Linked DNA regions of Mus musculus: region 2 is linked to region 1. The links are chromatin contacts, called in public promoter capture Hi-C maps. All regions are on one chromosome and are shown on one strand. The core of a region is the stretch at or near the end of the contact, and the rest is flanking DNA. Distances in the headings are between cores, read along the strand shown.

Region 1 (3,646 bases), core at 642-3,141:
TATTTTACTTTATTTTGCCACAGGCTCTCACTATGCAGCCTTGGCTGGCCTGGAACTCTGCCTCCCTAGTGCTAAGGTTCATGGCTTTTGTCACCACCATACCTGGCATTCTCCATTGTAGCTTTTATAGCAAGTGTAATGTCAAATTTACTTTTGATTCTTTTGGTCAATGTCTTCTTATTCTACTTTAAATGAAACAGCATTTTGGAAGCTAAGCTGGATGACTATGAACTCTGGTTTCATCTCAAACAAATAAACCAACCAACCACAAGCCTGGGAGTTGAGAAGATAGTTCAGTGGTTAGTGATAATTAGTTGGATTTCCAGCACCTCATAATCATCTGAAACTCCAGTTTCAGGTGATCCAACACCTTCTTCTAGCCTCATGGGCACCAGGGACCCTCCCTGTGCACATACATATATTCAAGAAAATACTCATATATATCAAATAAACACGGACACAGGGACCCTGTGCACATATACAGGAAAGCAGTCATATATATTAAACAAACAAAGTAAAAGTTAAAAAAAATCCCACAACTTTTGAGTGGAGATGTTGGTCAGTTAGTGACTGTCTAGGGAACATGAAGTCCTGGGTTCAATCCCGGATCCCACGTGGCTGCACAGTGGGGGCTCATGAGTTTTGATCATAGCATCCATATTGGACTGCTCATAAACCAGCTGTGATATCAGCCCTAGGCTACGGCCAGGGGGATTAGAGGGCTGTGAGATCTGTGTTGGAGGGTGGGATCCGACTGCACTCACACACACGGACCCACGCAGAAATCATACACGGAATTAAAAATAGTAACAAACCTTTTTTGTTTTTGTTTTTTGGAGACGGGTTTCTCTGTGTAGTTCTGGCTGTCCTGGAACTCACTTTGTAGACCAGGCTGGCCTCGAACTCAGAAACCCACCTAATCCGCCTGCCTCTGCCTCCCAAAGTGCTGGGGCTAAAGGCGTGCGCCACCATCGCCCACTACAAATCTTTTTTAAAAAGTCAAACTAGCCGGGCGTGGTGGCGCACGCCTTTAATCCCAGCACTCAGGAGGCAGAGGCAGGTGGATTTCTGAGTTTGAGGCCAGCCTGGTCTACAAAGTGAGTTCCAGGACAGCCAGGACTATACAGAGAAACCCTGTCTCGAAAAACCAAAAAAAAAAAAAAAAAAAAAAGTCAAACTAGAGTGGTTGTGCACACCTATAACCCAGCACTCCAGGTGTGGAGATTGCTTTTTGTTTTGTTTTATAGAGACGAGAGTTTCTCTGTGCAGCCCTGGAGCTCACTCAGTACACCAGGCTGGCCTTGAACTCAGAGATCCGCCTGCCTCTGCCTCCTGAAGGATGAGATTATTGTCAGGCACCATCCCACCCAGCCTGAATTTTTAAAGATAAGTTTGAAGCCTTTTATCTTTTAAGATAAGGAGAAATCTAGGTCGGTGGAGCTAGAGAACACTTCCTAGGATGGGACTGAATTCCGACATTGTTACCACCTACAGGTCAAATTAAGACCTACCAAAACCTTAACTCAAGTGCACATTAATACTTGGGTGAATTATCTTTAAAACGTTCCTGGTCATTTTACCACTTATCTACCTGTGTCCTGTAGAACGCTTCCCTCTCACTTCCTTATCTTTCTGGACTTGTGTCCATGCTCAGGACCCCTTTACTCGGCCGTGCACCCCTCTCTCCCGAACTCCTAGGCTTGCTTTAGCTCAGCGCAGGAGGCATTCTTTCCCCAACCCAGCGCCGAGAAGCCTGCGCTGCCCATGCCAACCCTGAGTTTGTGTAAGTGAAACGATCGGCTGTAATTTTAAGATTCCACGTTCCCGCCACCACAAATGAAAGCACAGATTACCTCCTGCGCAGTCTCCGACCGGCCGCTCCCAAGAAACCCCGAAGGGGGCGTGGCTTCGGTCAGTAGGACCGTCCAGCCAATAGACACTCAGCGCGCGCAAGGCCCACGCTCCGCACCCCGCCCGACCACTCGGAACGGAAGTTGACCCTACGGGACCCAGACGCCGAGACCCCGCCCCATCCTAGATCCGTGTCGCTTCTGGAGACGAAGCGGAAGTCTCTGCGTACCTCCAGAAGGCTGGCGAGGGGCGTCATGGCCGCGGACAGTGACGATGATGTGCCTCCAGTTCCAACGCCCTCTGACGGTGAGCGGCTCCCCAGGGATGGCCACAGAAGCCTAAGGGGTCCTGGGGAGGGAAAAGCCTCGGCCCGGTAGCTCGGAGACAGGCCTGTAGTTCTTCTTGCCTCAGCTATCTTAGACTACAACTCCCAGTGTGCAGCGCGTGCAACTGCAAAACCCGAACTGTTGTAGAGTGGAGCAGTGAGGTGGGATGGGTGGTGTGTTTTGGACGGAGCCGGTGGTTGTCAGTCGGTAATACCAGAGTGCGTAGTCGTCCACAGTAAGTGGAGCTTGGGTTTAACTTTGGAGCACTCCGGTAGCTGTTGAGGCATCATGTATATGTGGCTTTATGGGATCGGTTTGTGTTTGAGATAGGAGCATGCTCTGTAGGCTAGCCTTGAACTCGTGGTCCTTCAGCCTAATGCTCCCTAGTCCTGGGATTACAGGCTGGAGGATAAAGAATCCTCAAAGGTTATCTAGTCCACTTTTCTCCTGATCATGATGCAAAAAAGAAATGATTTCCCAGTCCCACATAAAGGCACTAAAAGACACAGATGCCCTTTTTCCAAATTTAGGGCACTGCCCATTTCAGAGCTTGTGTTTAGAGCTGGTAGATGTAAAATCTTTAAGTGAAAGCTTGTCAGTGGGCACCCCTTTGCCCACATCTAGCTTGGTGTTTGCTCCACAGGGACCTTGTGAAACCATCTAAATCCATCAACGCCCTTATCCCCAGGTGGTGTCAACAAAAACACACAACCTGCAGAGGAGTTTGTGGTTCGGGTTCCTGTGGTAGACGTGCAGAGTGACAACTTCAAGGAGATATGGCCATCACTCTTGCTAGCCTTAAAGACAGCTAGCTTTGTGGCTGTGGACACGGTGAGGAGTGGGAGGAAGGGAGGGCAGGTGGCTGTGAAGTGTTTGGTGATGGGTGTGGAAAATAACCACACTTCCTTTACCCACCCATAGGAGCTGAGTGGGCTCGGGGATAGGAAGAGTTTGCTGAACCAGTAAGTATAAGCCTTGCCTGTGATCCCAGCTCTAACAAATATGTAGGTCTCAACCCAGAAGCTAGGGACTGCCAGCCCTGGTAGTTTGGGTTCTTTGTGAAACTAACTCATGCCCAAACCCAACTCTAAGGTGCATTGAGGAACGTTACAAGGCCGTGTGTCATGCTGCCAGGACCCGTTCTGTCCTGTCCCTGGGCCTCGCCTGCTTCAGGCAGCAACCAGATAAGGTAGGAATTACCTTCATCCCAGGTCTGAGGGAGGCATGGGGCCTGAGAGTTGAGATCTTAATGGTGGAAATTTTTCCTCCCAGTTTTTGGTAAAGTAGATCCTCATGTTTTTCAGGGTGAAAATTCTTACTTGGCTCAAGTGTTCAATCTCACCCTGCTATGCATAGAGGAGTACGTTATAGAACCGAAGTCTGTGCAGTTCCTGGTACAGCATGGCTTCAACTTCAACCGGCAGTACGCCCAGGGTATCCCCTACCATAAGGGCAATGACAAGGTAGCT
Region 2 (3,646 bases), core at 571-3,070, 1.1 Mb before region 1:
AATAAAAACAAACGTACGTACGTACGTACATACATGCATACATACATACATGCATACATACATACAGTGGGGGGAGGAGGTCTGAATGGAGAGACCTGTGAGGGAGAGGTTGTTGTTAAGCTTTCTGACTGAAGGGGCTGCGGTCTTTATTTTGAGAGCAAATATAAGAGCAATGGGCTTCTGGCGAGTTGTCCCTGAAGGGAGAGGATGGCCCGGGCCTTTGCCATAGAGATTCAGGATTGAGCAGAGACTGTTAGCCTTGATCTGAACTCGTCTCCTTTTCTAGGTTTAATAAGATTCAAAACACAAAGATGAGCATGAAGTGGGACGGCATTGGATCCGTGCGGTACCGAGTCTTGGAAGTGTCTCGGCAACCGCTCTTCACCAACATCACAGTGGACATTGGACAGCCCATGTCGTGGCTCACTCAAGGCTGACACTAACGGACCAAGGCCCTCCATGCTTTTCTAGTATGGAAGGCTGCCTGCCAGAGGCCTGACCTCCAGCCTGGCTGACAGCTGCTCTAAGGGTTGTCCCCAAGACTGTGACTGTGAGCTGTTTTCTGAGTCTAATAGACAGCTGCACCTAGAAGTTCCAGCATTCACTTTGAGGGGCGTTTGGGCAAGCCCCACTTATGGCCCTCTCTGGGGTCAACCCCTCTTCCTGTCCTACTTTTCCCAGCCCAAACCTCCTCACTTTTAGGGTTGGGCCAGCCCCTGCACTGCCTCGCGGAGTGGCCTGGGCTAGGTCACTCCACCTCTCTGTGCCTCAATTTCCCCACTCCCCTCGAGTCCCCTAGGGCCTGAAAAGGTGGGAGGTTTGACTAGGGGGCAGTGTCTCTTCCAGGGGGGAATTCCTCAGATCTGGAGACCCCTCATGCTTCCAGGGGAGGGGAAACCTTTTTCATTCAACATTGTAGGGGGCAAGCTTTGGTGAGCCACCTACTGAGGAGCACCCCCAGGAGGGGACCAGAAGGGGTGCTGTGTTGTTTCCTGGGACCATGGGGTTGACCTTTGCATGAGGGACAGGTGGGGCCTGGATCAGTCAATGGATCTGGCCTCCCTCCCTTAGAGAGGAGGCAGGAGCCCCAGGGCCTGCTCTGTTTATATGTTGCACAGAAACTTGTGTGGGTGCTTTAGTAAAAAACGTTAACGGAGCAGCCCCCTTGTCTGTCTGTGAACGGGATCTGGATTCCCGAAGCTAGTTTGTGTTGTGGGAGGTGACCTGGCTAGGGTCTTCTAGTAACTTAATAAATTTCCTAGCCCTGCCACTTCCACTGTTACAGGGAGAAAGTTTTATCTTGACACTGCTTTCAAACTAGTAGGGATAAGGAAATAGCGGACCAGTGGGGCCAGATTTCTCAGCTCTTCTCCCTCAGAGGCAGAAAGGTGCCCTGGGATAAGCACAGGGTGCTTAGCCACTGCGGGCAGGGGCAGGGCCTCTTTCGAGGGCTGATCCCAGGGCACGGATGGTTTCCCAGGTGACCGACTCTTAGGAGGGGAGGGGCTAAGGGCCGATTCCCACAGCCAGGCTTCCCCCAGAAGAGGCAAGGACCCCACACCCTGAAGGGTCTGCTCATAGTAGGCCACCAAAAGACAGCACAATTCTGGTGTGGGGACTTTGGCAGAAAGGGGCGGGGTATCGATGTCAGCCGGAAGGGCTTGGTGGGCGTGGCTCTGGTCCAGAGCAACCATCGGTCTCCCAGGAAATCTAGCACTCTGACCTCCGGGCCTGTAGATCTGATCAGGAGGCCGCGACCCATGCAGGCCATGCCCGGGGACTCCCCAGCACTGTGGGAGCTGGTGGAGGAGCATGTTCCACTCCCGGAGCGGCCTGAAGTGAAGAGGATTCTGGGGGAGGCAGCAGTGGACCTGAGTCTGGAGTTGCGAGAGGAGGTGGGAGTCCGGTGGGTGGGGGTGGGCCACATTCCTAGTGATCACAACTCTAGTGATTTCCTACCACCACCAGGTCCCTAACCCTATTTGGTGATACCGCCCCCCCCCCCCCCAACACCTTGTTCTCACTGCCTGCCCTTGCTCTCTGTTTAGCTCCTCCCATCCCTTGGCAACCCTCAACCAACACACATTAAACCCGTCCCCTCTGCCCCAGTGGCAAGGTACCCCAGCTCTCCTTACAGGTGGCGATGCTAAAGGCGCTGCTCCAAGAGATCCAGTCTTCTCAAGTTTCCAACTCTGACCCTCCCTCCCTACTGGCACCACCCCCCCTCTTGAGGGACCTCATTCGCCAAGAACTCCGACAGTTACTCCAAGGCCTCCGCCTTAAGGCTATCAGTGAGGGCAGGTGGGATTCTCAGCCATGGCCTCCTTGCCGGGACACCAGATGGGCTGCCCCTGATAAAGAGCCAGGGTGACCTTTCCTGGTGTTTCCTGAAAGGAGGTCCTCAGGTCCCTTCATGCACATGCTTTCAGGGACCAGACCCAGATGTGGGCCCAGTATAGTCCCAGGGTCCTTCGCTTTGCCTTAGAGGATACCAGGTGTGACTCAACACAACAGGAACTCCCGATGAGAGCTGATGAGCCCAGGTAAAAACAGAAGACTCTGCCCAACTGGGGCTGGACACTGTTATAGCCACTTGTGATAGGGCTCGGCACATAAAGGCTGAAGTCCTTAAGGGGACACCTGCCCAGCCTGGCGGAAGGGAGTAGTTTTCCAAGCAGATAAAATGGAGAGTTTTGTAGGCAGGGGCTGGAGGGAGAACAGGAGGCCATGTCCAGTGAACAGTTATTTTCAGGCCTAGCAGATGAGACCAAAGGCTTGGGCTGGAGGTACAGGAAGAGCTGGGAGGAGGTGACAAATGACATGCTCAGCTGGGGACAGAGAGGGATTAATGTCCTCATGTGCACAAGTATACTGTGCCAGTTTCTTATTCAAATCCTCCCACAATCCTATAAGCTGAGCATTGTCCCCAGCTTTTCAGGTGACAGAATGAACACTCAAAAGGACAATTTCCCTGAGGTCACACAGTGAAGGTGGCAGAACTACCAGGTGCAAGCCAGGGCTCTGGGGCTATTGTTTGCACTGTTAGGTGGCCTGCCTGAGAAAAACAAAAGGCTCTAGAAGTGGCATTTGTTCCCTGAAGGGCTGGAATGAACAACACAGAGAGGGTGATGGTAACCTCACCTGTCAGCACCTGTCCCAGGGACCTCACTGTCATCAAGGACCAACTGAATGTGTCTAATATTGACCAAGTTGTCAGACACCTGAGGTGAGGCTTCAGGGCACCTGAGTGTATAGATTGGGGGCAAGAAGACAGGAGTGGAAATTAAGGGGCTGGGACTGCCAGAAAGGGGTAGTGTGCCAGGTTGGTAGACTCTGTGTGTGTGTGTGTGTGTGTTGGGCAGTTAGTGGGACTGCTACAAAACTAGCAAGTAGCCAATTACAGGAACCAAGAGGGGTCAGGGCCCTAGGATTTCAGCCTGGCACAAGGGGAGCCAAGGGAGGGTTATAAGCAGGCTGTAATATGGGGCTATTGGATGAGCCACAGGTCCAGTGCCAGGGTAGAAAAGGTAGTGCTTGTGGGGGTGCAAGACTGAAGTAACTGGGAACAGTGGGGGCTGGAAGGCAGCACCCCAAGGGCAATGTGCCTGAGGATGGAGGAGCTGTCTTGGCTCTGGAGGTTCTGGAG

What was found. Promoter capture Hi-C pulls out the DNA fragments that hold promoters and counts their contacts.
Region 2: a promoter capture Hi-C map of embryonic stem cells shows a contact between it and region 1. The contact joins the promoter of Ccdc24 here to the promoter of Mutyh in region 1. A contact is called at or near these places in 3 of 39 promoter capture datasets (embryonic stem cells, hippocampal neurons and liver) and 2 of 115 datasets of contacts at active chromatin or transcription factors (double positive thymocytes and large pre-B cells).

The regions. Positions count from the first base shown.
Region 1 is chr4:116,805,979-116,809,624 of GRCm38.p6, reverse strand. Mutyh (mutY DNA glycosylase) reads right to left here and starts at 1,891. Exons shown (of 16, transcript NM_133250.2): 1 at 1,854-1,891. It overlaps Toe1 (target of EGR1, member 1 (nuclear)), which reads left to right and starts at 2,066. Exons shown (of 8, transcript NM_026654.2): 1 at 2,066-2,157; 2 at 2,866-3,008; 3 at 3,099-3,139; 4 at 3,270-3,366; 5 at 3,482-3,640. The coding sequence starts at 2,106.
Region 2 is chr4:117,870,644-117,874,289 of GRCm38.p6, reverse strand. It overlaps Ccdc24 (coiled-coil domain containing 24), which reads left to right and starts at 1,820. Exons shown (of 8, transcript NM_001034876.1): 1 at 1,820-1,895; 2 at 2,110-2,301; 3 at 2,430-2,543; 4 at 3,101-3,226. The coding sequence starts at 2,144. B4galt2 (UDP-Gal:betaGlcNAc beta 1,4- galactosyltransferase, polypeptide 2) reads left to right here. Exons shown (of 8, transcript NM_017377.5): 8 at 287-1,290. The coding sequence ends at 437.